Linked DNA regions of Gasterosteus aculeatus: region 1 is linked to region 2. A link is a contact called in public Hi-C data. All regions are on one chromosome and are shown on one strand. Each heading gives the region's core, a stretch centred on a gene start, on an enhancer-like site or on the middle of the called end of the contact. The rest is flanking DNA. Distances are from core to core; before and after follow the strand shown.

Region 1 (6,203 bases), core at 2,385-4,884, 180 kb before region 2:
TTACCTGCTTTAAAATAACCGATGGCTCCTCCGGATGCGATGAGGGCTGCATAACCATATCCTACGTAATCTGTAGACATGCTGGACACCGGCGAGGGAGAGAACACACGTGACGTTAGCGTTGCGTTCACGGTCACTATCGAATTCAGACGATTTCCTGCTACGCGCCGAAGTTATCCACTAAAGCGAAAAGGCTTTCCTCAGAGAAAACTAAGCCGAGTCCAGAGGACACATAACACCGGAAACATGGATAAACTCGAGGTGTCCCCCGCTGTTACACTGCTACGTTAGCTGCTGAACAGTTGTATCAACCGCGCGTGTATCGATCTCGTGCAAGCTCACACAATATATTACCCGCGCCATTTATTTTAATGTGGAGCAACTCGAGCTTAAAGCGTCGGATACGGTCAAAAAAGAAAACGTGAAACGCAAATTAAGCCGCACACAACCTTGCTCTTCCAGTTCGTCCTCTGTCACAACCGACGGCAGCCTGTTCTTTGCCGAGCACGAATGATTGGTGCACACAACACGCGCCGCGGTGCCTGACGGGACATGTAGGCGTCAGTGGCCATTTATGCTTATCAAACATGGAACTTGACGCCGGTTTTCACAACAACCATTGAAGTGCAATTGGAGAGGTAGTACACTAAATGCTGAGTTCAGAAACGGCGGATTTTACTAAAGCAATGCAAATAAATGACCAATACATCTATTGATTTTTTTTCCAAAGTTATATTATGGGTTTGTTATTTTGTGTATGCCTAGGCCCTCTCATGTTTGTCTCTCTTCCTTTGTGTGTACAATGAACATGTTTGACATTACCATCTGGTTTATTTGTAACATATAATTTGATCTGCTGAGACGGATTTGCGTCCCCCCGATTAAAGTCTGTTTCCACATCGATGTGCGTGGTTCAACAGACTATTGTTTCCAAGTCATTTGCTGTCAGGAATCTCATAACCACCTCTGTTGTTTGATATGCCAGAATGTTTGTTGATGTCTTTACTACTGTAAAAAAAAAACAGGTAGCTATCTTATGACATTGCAGTGAAAATAAACTACAGACCTCAGGATGCTCAAGGATAGTGGGAGGGACCTGGTTTTATTATTTCCGCCACAAGGTGGCACTACAGGATTAGATTAAGTTTTATTTAAGAGGTATCGCACATCGCCGAGCTTTGACAAGACTTGAGTTGCCGCGCGCCCCACATTCCAATGTTGCTTTACATGTAGAGCAAAATGTCTGGAAAGGATCAAACACACATCATAGCACCAGAATATGTATTTTCAGTATTTGAGCCTTAATGGGTGATTACTGCGAAAACATACCGCTGTTAGAGCTGAAATCTTTAGTAAAGAAAGGTGCTTTAAGGTGAACGGAAGCTGGTTTAACCAAACCCAATGAATGTCATCTGTTTCATTTCAAACGTGACTGATGAACCGGACATTTGGTCAAACCCGTATATTTCACTGATTTGAACATGTTTCTTTTGACCAGCTGCTTTTTTGTTTAATTTACCGATGGGAAGGCTCACCACGAGCACATTCTCATTTGGTTTCAATTACAACGCAATATGGTTTTAAATCCATCTCCGGAAGCTAGATGGCGCTATAACACAATTTATCACAGTTGGGAAGCAGCGTTTCCATACGATGGGCCCCAAAACCTTCTCACTCAACCGACACTGTGATGCGGTGATCTTTGAGAGCTACACGGGGGGTCCTGTACCGGGACCGCCAGGTCCTCAGCAGGCTGACACGTGCAGCTGCCACAACAACAACAACAACAACAACAACAACAACATACCCGCTTTGTTAGAACATTTTCCAGCTTCTCCATCACAGGTCTGTGTACTTTAATGAAACGAGGGAAAGAGGAGACAACATGAAGTAAGAAAAGTTACTTCTTTTTTTTTCTCAATGAGATTGAATTCGTAATTCATCCAGTTTATTAACAGGATTCTTTTTTTTCCCAACGAGACACGATCCCCCTCATACACACACACACACACACAACGGATACCAAATCAATATAGAAAATGTTATATGTAATAATAACAATTACAACAATGCTTACATCAATAATCATTTTATTGTAATTTGTCTGAATCGGAATGGCTGTACAAATTGCCTGCGGTGCCGCCGTTGCCGACGCCTATTAAACACAGCTTGCAATGTTAGGAAGCCGAGCGTCGCCCGGAGGCCCAGTGCGATGCTGGAAGTGGTTGGAAACCGAGCCTTAGACAAACAGGCTGGATATCCAACGGGGACCCCCGCTCCTGTCTGAGAGTAGCTCACTGTCAGACAGCTCTGCTTTAAAACTTACTCCTCCCTTTAGTGCGCAGAGCCCCAAACTATATTTCTGATTCCCCCCCCCCCCCCCCCCCCCCCTCTTTACCCAGCCCTCCTTTGTACAGTCCTGGAGAGGTCTTTATAGCTGCAGGTATTGTGTGTGTAGTTAAAATGTCTTCGCCTTTGAAGTCAAACATGAAGGCTTGTTTTAAATATTAACACTGCAACAAAAAAAAAAAAAAGAAGAAACAAAAATCTTTACATTCGATACGGAATTATGCAACCCCCCTCAAAAAAACAGGATTTATAGGGCTAAATGCAAAATCTCAACAAAAAGTTGGTCCAATAATCTCAGTGTATGAATTAAATATGTCTAATATAAAGTGTTAGATGTGGTGAGAGAACCGACGCAGCTGCAGCGACGTGTGTGTGTGTGTGTGTGTGTGTGTGTGTGTGTGTGTGTGTGTGTGTGTGTGTGCTCCGTAAAGGACTTGAAAGAGGACAAAAAACGGGTTTTGGACTAAAGCCTCGACCATTATCACCTCTGTCATTGCACGTGTTGCTCTCCTCTCTGTATGCGTGAGTGTGTGAGTTGTAGCGCGTGTGCGCGTGCGAGACACAGAGAGAGGGAGACCTCATTCGCTCTTGGCCTGGGGGGTCTACATAAGTATTAGAAATAAACAGTGGATGAATAAATAATGACCCTCACAATAGCAGGGCTCTCTGCGCAGAAGTAATGATGTTGGCAGTTAACCTTCAAGTTTTCTAACTTGACACAGTTTCATTTGCAATGAGGATTCATATACAATTAACAGGAGGAAAGTATAAGATAAATACACGTCTTTTTCGGTTCTTATAACATACTACCGATTTGATTTAAATTTTCTTTCGCCCATATTTACCTATCTTGTTTAATATCATGTTTATTAATTTAGTTGTGAGATAAATTAAGGGGAAAGGTAAACGGCATCGCTTTTCACTCCTTTTCATTTTTTAATGCAAATTTACATGAAGCAAAGAATTTGTTACTCAACGAAAAATTAACTGGATGTGTTAACAGCTTCGATTTACACTCTCTGCAAATATATCTATATTTCGTAGTCACAGCAGGGACTATGATTAAGCTATAGTGCATTCCGGTATCTCTTGAGTTTCCTCAACAATAACTAATATTTAAAAACATGTTCGTTCGATCATTTATTGTTTCATAAAAACCCAATCCGTAGTCTTTGAAGACAAAACAGGCAAATGCAGAAACCAGACACAACGTAGGTGATTCCACTTTCCCCAGGTAGTTTCTCCTTACGCGTCCACACCCGGAGCACTGCGCATGCGCCAACACTCCGCAACACTTTTTATGGCCAGGTGAGACGATCCGGTCAGGCGAAAAAAAAACAACGTAAAAGGTTCAGTTCGGCACCGGAGGCTCAATGAGATAGACACGGAACCGGATCTACCGACAACGACCAAAGGCAGCAGAAGACACAGAATGTCAATTATGGGCAGAATGGGAGAATGGCAGGTATGTGCTGCTTACTTTTAAGACAAAGACGCGGCGGGTGAACCGTGGAAACTGTCAAAATGTCCACTTTTGTTGTGCAGCAAGAGGCCGCTTTCGTGAACACGTTCCATGAAAAGAGTCGGTGTATAGTTCACAGGCACACGCTAACACGAAGAACTTATTTCATAAGGAACGCTTCTTCTTTTGGGGGGCCGTGAAAGAGTGAGGATGTTGATCGCGTGGGGTTGTAGGTTGTAATTCAGGCGGACGGTCATGTGTTTGAATCAGAAATGTGTGGAAAGCATGAGACGTGGGTTTTGGTCGTGGAGTATTTCATATGAAACGCAGCCCTTAATATGCGGTTGCGTGTCTGAGGTGAGATGTGATTCGTCTAGCCTTTCGCGTGTATATTCACACAGGATCCATATTTGGATTGCGTGTTTCCCACTCGCAAGTTTCCAAAGCATCCCTGGTCTCGTCACTGGAATACGGGGCCTTGTTTTGTGAGGTGTGTGGGGGGTTAAAGAGACGCTAAACTTTAGTATCACTGCTTTAAAACGGAGGAAAAATCATCCCCACAGACAGCCAGGCTGGATCAACAGAAACGCACATGCACATAGCTGTCATTGTCAGCCAGTTTCATCGCTCCATTCTCATTAATAGCCCAACTGCTGCTGCTGCTGCAAAAAAAAAAGACAAGCCCTCCACCAAAAATGGTAATCTGGGTTTTTAAAACGAGAGCAGCCAACGCCTTGAAAGAGCCGGCGACCTGTCTGCCGACCCACGACCTGCTGAGGTGAAGGCTCGGCCGGCGACAGGGAAGAGCCGGGCTCCCCTGGCCGTTCATTCAAATGAAACAAGGCCATGTTGTTGTGTTAATTATTTACATCCCCCCCCCCCCCCCTAACCCCCACACACCGGCAAGCCCTCCCCTTACAGGTAGTCAATGGACCTGTAGAGCCGCTCCGAATGGCTCACCTGTTTACCATAACACAGGAAGAATGGCCTCTCAAGGCTCCGCGCTCTCAATGGGATTAAAATAACAGTTTGGGAGTTTTTTTTTTTTAAAAAGCCCAAAAGTGTGTGTCAGGGTTGTATTTGCATAGGCCTGCCGTCCTAGAGAAGTAATGGAGACACGAGGATGAGCGGATTTGTTTTCAGTCAATGTAGACTCTTTCTTACAGCAGCATGATATTTGAATATTATTTCGTTCTTCGTTATGAAAATTGAACGTGAACGTGTAATTTGTGCAGCCCGACGCGCTTTGCTCGAGCCTCGACTTGTAGAAAACCGTCCCAGGTGCATGCAGATCCACATGCATGGCTCTGCCCTCTTCCCCCCTCAATACACGCACACACACACAGCTCGCAGAACAGTCGGAATAATAAGCGTGTATAGCGTCCTATCGTTTTAGTTTTTACCTGTGCGCTGTCCATTGGTGTTGGTGTGAGCAGATGAGGGGAGGGGGGTGGGGGGGGGGGGGGGGGGGGGGGGGGGGGAGAGGGGGGGGGGGAATCAAACGACTGTTGATATGCTAATGAGGCCCTGTGCCAGTGTTATTACAGAGCTGCTCCAGCCCTTCACTTCTACCATTAGAGGGAGACCTCAGAGCGCAAGACAGACAGAAGCCCACAGCTTCAATAAAAGTAGTTTTTCTGAGCGGGGAGCACAATTCACTGAGTGAAAACAAGACTAAGGCGATACCACTCAATATCCACCTCAACAATCCATGAAAATGCTTTGGAAATTAACTGATAACATTAAATATGAAGATTGCGAGGTAAGGGACTCCTCTTTGATTTGTTTAATTTAATTTAAGTTTGATATTTTTGTTTAAGATGATCACTTTAGGGGTACGTTTCATTGTTTTGATCCAAATATGTCAGTCTTTTGACAGGTGTTAGTGAACACATTTAATTTAAGTGCAGAAAGTAATAGATACATGTTTTTTATATATATTTTACTAGGATCTTCTGTTTGGGTATTTGTGCGTATCAAAATTAGAAGATAAGCAGATAGTGGTAAAATCGATGATAAGAAATAAATAAACAAAAATAATAACGATGGTTTTGTATTATGCTAATAACAGAAATATTTTAAATGCAATTCACACCAGTTACATCTTTATTTTCATTTTTTAAATATCACATAAAATATTTTATCCATATATAAAATAACAAGCGGATACTTAAAAAATGTATACACCATTAATTTCATTAAAATAAATATATCTTGACTAAATGGCAAATGCCGCCACACTTCGCTGCTTAACCAACATGGACATTTACTCCTTAGTTTTCATTTATTTGAAACATGAGGCATTAGAATATGCGTGTGTGCGTGTCCGTATGAGGTGCATGCGCTGACTGATTGTTGTTGGTGCCATAAACAAAGTTTGGCACGAACATCA
Region 2 (6,412 bases), core at 305-2,804:
AATTTATATTTTCAGCTAAATCTAATTGATAGTTTTGGTTTCGGTGGGGCACCTTCAGCTTCTCTTTGCATTTTTTTAAAATTAAAAATCCTGGTTGAAGCACATAAATACCCCCCACACCAAATAATAAGCGTGAACCATACATTACAATTTCAAAGACAAACCAACAGACCTTTCACTGCAGGTAAAGACAATGGAAGTCGATTGTGGGCAAATTAAAAACAGAAACTATGAAAAGAAGTCAGGAATGATTTGTCCTCTGCTGCTATCTGTTTGAACGTGCATTAAAGAATCCTGCCGCCCTTCCATCCTTTTTGATGTCAAACAAATGTAATCTTAACCACCTTTATTCTCACCGAATAGCACGGAGCAAAATCAAAGCACCTGATTCAATACAGCTGGTGTAATTCGATAGGGCCAATTTAATGCTCATGGACGGCGCGGCAACAACTTCTCAAAGAGGTAAACACACCATGACTAAATGAATTGCACACCTTGGGGTACTTTAGCAACATTTTTCATTCTTTGAACTAATTTTAACCGACCCAAACAATCCCTTATCACTTGTTGTTTTTAAGTAAAAGTATTGCTCCTATTAGTCAATACAAAGTTTGATATAGATTGCATCCCTGATTATTGCCAATTAGCTTTGTGTCTCAACAATGTCACCAACCTATTTTTTTTTCTTTCTCTGGTTTTGAGGAGAGAAACCTGTTTTAATCAAAGTCATTCTCGCACAGCAATTAGATCTAATTAGTCCAATTATCAAGGTTCTAATTACATTGAAATATACCCCCCAAATCTCATATCAATTATAGTATGTGTGACTTGTCCTGATCAGGAGACATGAAGAGAGAAAGTGTAGTAAAGAGTAAAGACAAGGCTGGATGCGACGTAGAATAAAAAAAAGAGCATCCACATCCTCCGGAGGCCAAATGACTGCAGAACTAGATCCATCTGTCCCAAAAGCTTTTATTCCAAAAGACTGCAGCCATTTGGGGATAAATGTCACTTAAACTTTATTCATTTGTTCCATTCATATTCTACCATTTTATTACAGTGATGTTATGATTAGTTACATCCCAATGAGGAGTCAAAATAAATACAGTTTTAGCATTTGGCTTGAGAGCACTCAAACACCATTGTTATATTAGGATTTAAAGCCGCAATGGGGATTAAGGCCGAAATAATTATCCCCTGCATTCAGAACCGGACATTTGGTAGCACAGTCAATCACAGGCCCACGTGTGGAAAGCGACAGCACACAATTAAAACACACACACACCCACACAGACCTGCACAGTATGTCACTATAGCGGTGCAGTACGGCGCTGTAGATGCACCGGCAAAACACGCACGCACTTGCACAGCCTGTTCTTGCTGTGTAGTCAGAGGGAACACACTGACCTAATTTCCCCCCAGTTAGCTCGCCTCGTTGGGGACCAACAATCCTCTCTCCGCCCGTTTCCCCCGACCGAGCCTATCGGAGCGCTCAGTCACCGAGTGTCTCTGTCGCTATCTTCCCGCGCCCTCCATCTGTTTGAGTCTGCACACCGTGCATGCTCCAGTGTAAGGTTCGCAGCGAGGTCTGCGGTTGTATTGTTCACGGCTGCTCAGCTCGGCGCTATCGTGCGCGGAGGACGTTGATAACGTGCGCCCTGCGGTGTCCCTTCTTTTTCTAACCGTTTTACCACGGTGGCGGGAGAGCGGCCTCCAGGAACAGACAGAGCAAGAGAGAAAAAAGAAAAAAAAACACCTGAAACAACAGCTAGTTCCAGGCTGTCAATCTGGCTGCATACTGCAGCTTCAAATCACAACTCAGTGCAAGGGTCAATCAATTCTGATGTAATGCTGGTAGGAGAGGTGGGTGGAGACGGCAGTGCGTTTCACCCCTGGCTCTCCGAGGCTTTCCTGTGCTGAAGGGGGCAGGAGTGTGTCTGTGCGTGCGCGCGTGCGTGCATGTGTGAAAGGAGAAGGCCCCTGGCTACCGCGGCCCGAGTGCACATGTTAGGGTTTTCTGCAGCCAGACGCGCCCTGGGTCACTCCGGATTTCACAGACACACACACACACACACACTTACACAACCTACGTGTTGCTTCCTTTATGGAAATCACAACTGTCAGCTCTACGACAGGCTGGTGTTGCGATACGATTGGATAATCTGCTGTGATGTGGCCGTCAGTCAGAGCGGACTCCAGTCCCATTGGTGGTCTGGGTCAAATGCATGCCTTTCCCACAGACATGTAGGAGAAAGTGTGTGTGTGTGTGTGTGTGTGTGGCGGGGGAAGACGGGAGGCGGGGGGGAGGATTTGAGTGATTACTTGCGATTTGTGCATGATTGTGTGTGAAAGAGAAAGAGTGGTAGACCAGAAGTGACACTTCCCTCACGCTCTTCTTTTTCATCTGTAATCACTGGTGCCCGAGTCTGACATGAGCATCTAAAAAAGGTTTCAAAAGTCAACAAACAACTCCCGAAGATCTTAAAAGTGGATTTGTGCACGCTAATCACATGTAAGCTAATGCACTGTAGCACAAACATGCGCCAGTGCACTCGGCCCTGTGCAAATAAATATGAACTTTTAGAAATACATCGCTGACTGGCAGCTCTAATAATAAAGCTGACAAGCCGTAGATGTCGATGTAATCGGAATTTGATTCCGATATTTGTGTGTATATGAGCTTGATATCATCAGCAACTACGTTAGCCGATGCCAGTTTAGAACCAGAGCACACTGAACTGAAATTTGTACTGACACCACATAGTTTTCACGTGTCACGCACTTTATTTGTTGTGGGGCACACATGTATGACATAAGAGTGAGTCTGTTAAAAGCACGCTGCCCGGCACAGACACGTGGCCCATTTATGGTGTTTTCCCAGCCATTAGGTTTAAGAGCCCATTTCATCCTGCATAGACATTCCTCTCTGATGATCGGTGGCATTTCATGCCTTTGCAAGGAAAAACTTTCTTTTTTGTCCATCAACCACTTAATTGCTCCGTCCATACACACATATGAACACATGGTTAGTTTCCCGCCTCTAATTTACGCCGTCTTTGCGTTGTCATCCTCTCCTCATTCTCTCTCCGGTGACAACGTCCTGCAGTCACGAGGCAAGGTCAGAGAGGTGAAAGCCGTTTAAATACCGATGCGACTCTCTGGAGGCCCGTACTCACTCTTCTGCGTATGTCTCACCCGTTGATGAATGAATGGATCACCTGAGGACATTATGTATTCGTCCATCTACTGACACCCTGATTTGGGCATTTGCTACAACGAAAAAGCTCATTGAGAGAAAACCAACCTGTCTGTCATTGTGGAGGACGGGGTGGTAGCTGGAGCAGCTGTGCGAGTAGCAGACGCGACTTCCTGTCGTATCTTTGCTTTGAGCTCGCCAAGCATCTAGACTCCAGCAAGTTACTTTTAACGGTTGAAACAATTGCATGCCAAACTATTGATCAAAAAGCAAATAGCAGCAATTAGTATTTTCCTGCAAGTCAATGAGATATAGATCAGTGGATCATTTTGATGGCAACTGCCCACATAAAATGCTCAATATTTTACCTTCAATTACCAGCAGGGCCGTGCGAAAGATTCTTTCCAGTCCACTTCGTTTCACATTACAAGGGAACTAATCATCAACGCAACACATTTACACGTTTAAGATTGCGTTCCAGCGTTGGATGTCATCCCCAGCCGGCAAAAACAACAGCACTTGTGGCCTTTTCCGTCGTTCTCGCATGCTTGCTTGCATGTCAGAACCTCCCTCGCATTGTAAAAATGAGCAGCCAACTTTTAGTCGAACATAAATTCCTAATTTGGTGGAACATTTCTTTTTTTCACTGCTTCTGAATATTCTCTTCCCCACTCCCTGTCAGCTGCAAATAATTCATGTAATTTGGTGGTGTGGTATTATACTGTTTTAATTACATAATGGCGGACTGCAGTTCTGCAGCTGAGTCACTATTCATTCATTCTCCTTTGATTACACAAAAATACTTGCCACTGCGGTCCCATTTTGTCAATGAAACTGATTTATATGTATTATTGCTTTGCTAGGGTCTCTGGTAAAAGCTGTGCTCATAAAGCTAACCCCTAATGGTAAGATAATAGTCCTTGGAACAATTCAAAATAACAGAGAGGGACGGAATGCAAAATGTTACATCTGGCATCTTTCGGCCTTTTTTTTGTTGCCTTTTTGTGATTTTGTTTTCTTCATTATAAATTAAACTTCTGAGAAAAATAACTCAATTATCTAAAAGCCTTGTAGGCATATATTTATTTTTTGTGCAATTCCTTTTTAATGCGCACACATTCAAGGTTCTTTGGAAAACAACACCAGCTTTGCAACCAATGATTATCATTTAATAAATCTTGTGGGAACGGTTTCCCTGTGATTTCCACTTTACGAAGTTATATGGCTTCCTGCATTATATTTGCCCCACCTGTGCACAGCCCTGCCAACATGCCAATCATTACGTAAGATTATGTGCTTCTGCGTAGATGCAATAAATAGGTAGTTAAAGTTTCTACTGTGGGATTTACTGTACCATCTGTACATGATTTATAAACTTAAAAGCAATAGTGTGCATTTGTTCATGTATATGCAACACAAAGGTAACTGCAGGGGTGCAATAAGTACAATGCAGATTGCCGCCGGATGTGTCGTCACTGACCACAGATGTAATGTTTGATTTGGGGCTGTTGGAAAAGCCAATTTTCAATATATTGATCTATTGACTATTTACATTTCACAGTTTTAAAATACCCTTTATGTTCTGTTAGTCTGTTGTTTTGTTTGCAGGTTGCATATTAAGTTTCTCTTGATTTATATTCTTTTTCGAGGACGCCTCAGAAATGAGAGAGGAGGATTGATAGTGTCACAATCTGAAATAAAAAAAGCTATTATTAGTATCCTTCAAAAGTGAAACCTGAACAAAGATGCGGTATCTTCAGTTCTATCTCTTGTCACCTACGATAATCACACTTCCTTAATCACCAAAACACTCGTGCATCTGGGCCACTGAGGAAACAATCCCATTATCCGTCAATCTTTTAAGTCTATTTTCACACTATTTTTTTTTTTTTCTGTTTCCCCCGAAAGCAAATAATTCTTGGACTACGTGGGGAAAGATTTGTGGTTTTAGTGTATTTATAAACAATGCCGGTGGCCCCAAAAAATAAAGTGACAGAAAATAGCTTAATCCTCAAAATAAAGTGATAAGTCCAATACTTTAAGTGGCCTTAGACTGGAGGGTTTAAGCCTTCAGTGCGATGCAAAAGGTTTCTGAGGGTTACCTTCGTTCTCCTCGGCCCTCAAGCCTCTTCAGCATAGATCTGCTATTTAAAGTGTAATAACCCACTGTACCCCCCCCACCCCCCCTCCCATCTCTCATTACCCCATGTCTGTGTTTGCCACTCACTTTGTGCTATTTTTAAAGCCACATCTCCCATTTGTGCCCCGATGGTTGACAGATATTCGCCAGTTAAATGTGATTTACAGGCTTTGGCAACGTTTTAGGAGAACGATGAGTCCTTTTTTGCGGCGTCCTCCGACGGCGTTGGAATGAACAACAAACATATCGAGGCCAAGATAATGAGGGAACATCCTCTGGCCCACATATCCACGTATCGTATACTACAATTGAAATAGCGCATTATGTGCCAACGCACGCCTGTTGAAATGGTTCGTCTCATCTCCGGGCCGCTACGCCACTCGCTATCAGTCGTTTAGGGACAAGCTGTGAAACATCCTTCGTTCCTGCAAGATAAAAAAAAAAAAAAGCCCACAACCCCCCCTCCTTCTTGACGGGTCCCTCTTTTTTCTGTATTGTACTTTTGTAATTGGAGGTGCCGTCGTGAAATCCATTCAGGGGTGATAACAGATTTCACATCATGTTACTGGTTTGTTGTGGAAGAGGCCCGCTACATGAAGACGGCTAAAAATATTCCTCTTTCATGCGTCATCAATATCTTCATCACATGAAAGATGGGCGTCAGGTTGCATTTGCTGTGTTCCTTTAATGTCACTCGACAGGGAAGCATCTTGTCTGTGTCTGTGATACGCTATGCATTTTTTGTCTACTCCGTAATTCCACTCTCGCAGACGTGCAGAAAGCAGTTTTACACACACCGAGCAGCGAGGCCAGACGTGTGAGAAAGCTCGGAACAGAATGGAAGCGCCTTTGTCAAGGTGTAGAACAGAGCGGATGAGACGCGCTTCTGCTTGAACATTAGAATCTCTCGGTTTGCGTCGCTCTTCAAAATCTTGCCCAAACCAAGAATAAAGTCGCAGCGAAACTTCGATTTGTTAAGGTGACCTCATAACCGACATGTTGCAGTTATCTTCTGGATGTAATGTATGGCTTCTTCATCTGTACATGAAGGTGTCATTCATCATTATGGAGGAAGG

Evidence for each region. A called contact is a pair of places that touch in the nucleus more often than the background predicts.
Region 1: a Hi-C map of whole body shows a contact between it and region 2, with 4 times the contacts expected there. The contact joins the promoter of tfap2a here to the enhancer-like site in region 2. A contact is called at or near these places in 2 of 6 Hi-C or Micro-C datasets (skeletal muscle and whole body).

The regions. Positions count from the first base shown.
Region 1 is chr21:11,726,111-11,732,313 of fGasAcu3.hap1.1, reverse strand. tfap2a (transcription factor AP-2 alpha) reads left to right here and starts at 3,634. Exons shown (of 7, transcript XM_040167706.2): 1 at 3,634-3,814. The coding sequence starts at 3,782. It overlaps tmem14ca (transmembrane protein 14Ca), which reads right to left and starts at 563. Exons shown (of 5, transcript XM_040166807.2): 1 at 450-563; 2 at 5-81. The coding sequence starts at 80.
Region 2 is chr21:11,547,248-11,553,659 of fGasAcu3.hap1.1, reverse strand. All of the region lies in intron 17 of ofcc1 (orofacial cleft 1 candidate 1), which reads left to right. Among protein-coding and RNA genes, the nearest start is that of ofcc1, 39 kb to the left of the region's middle. Within about 2 kb of position 1,554, at least 4 of the 9 cell types and tissues checked have open chromatin away from gene starts, as enhancers often do.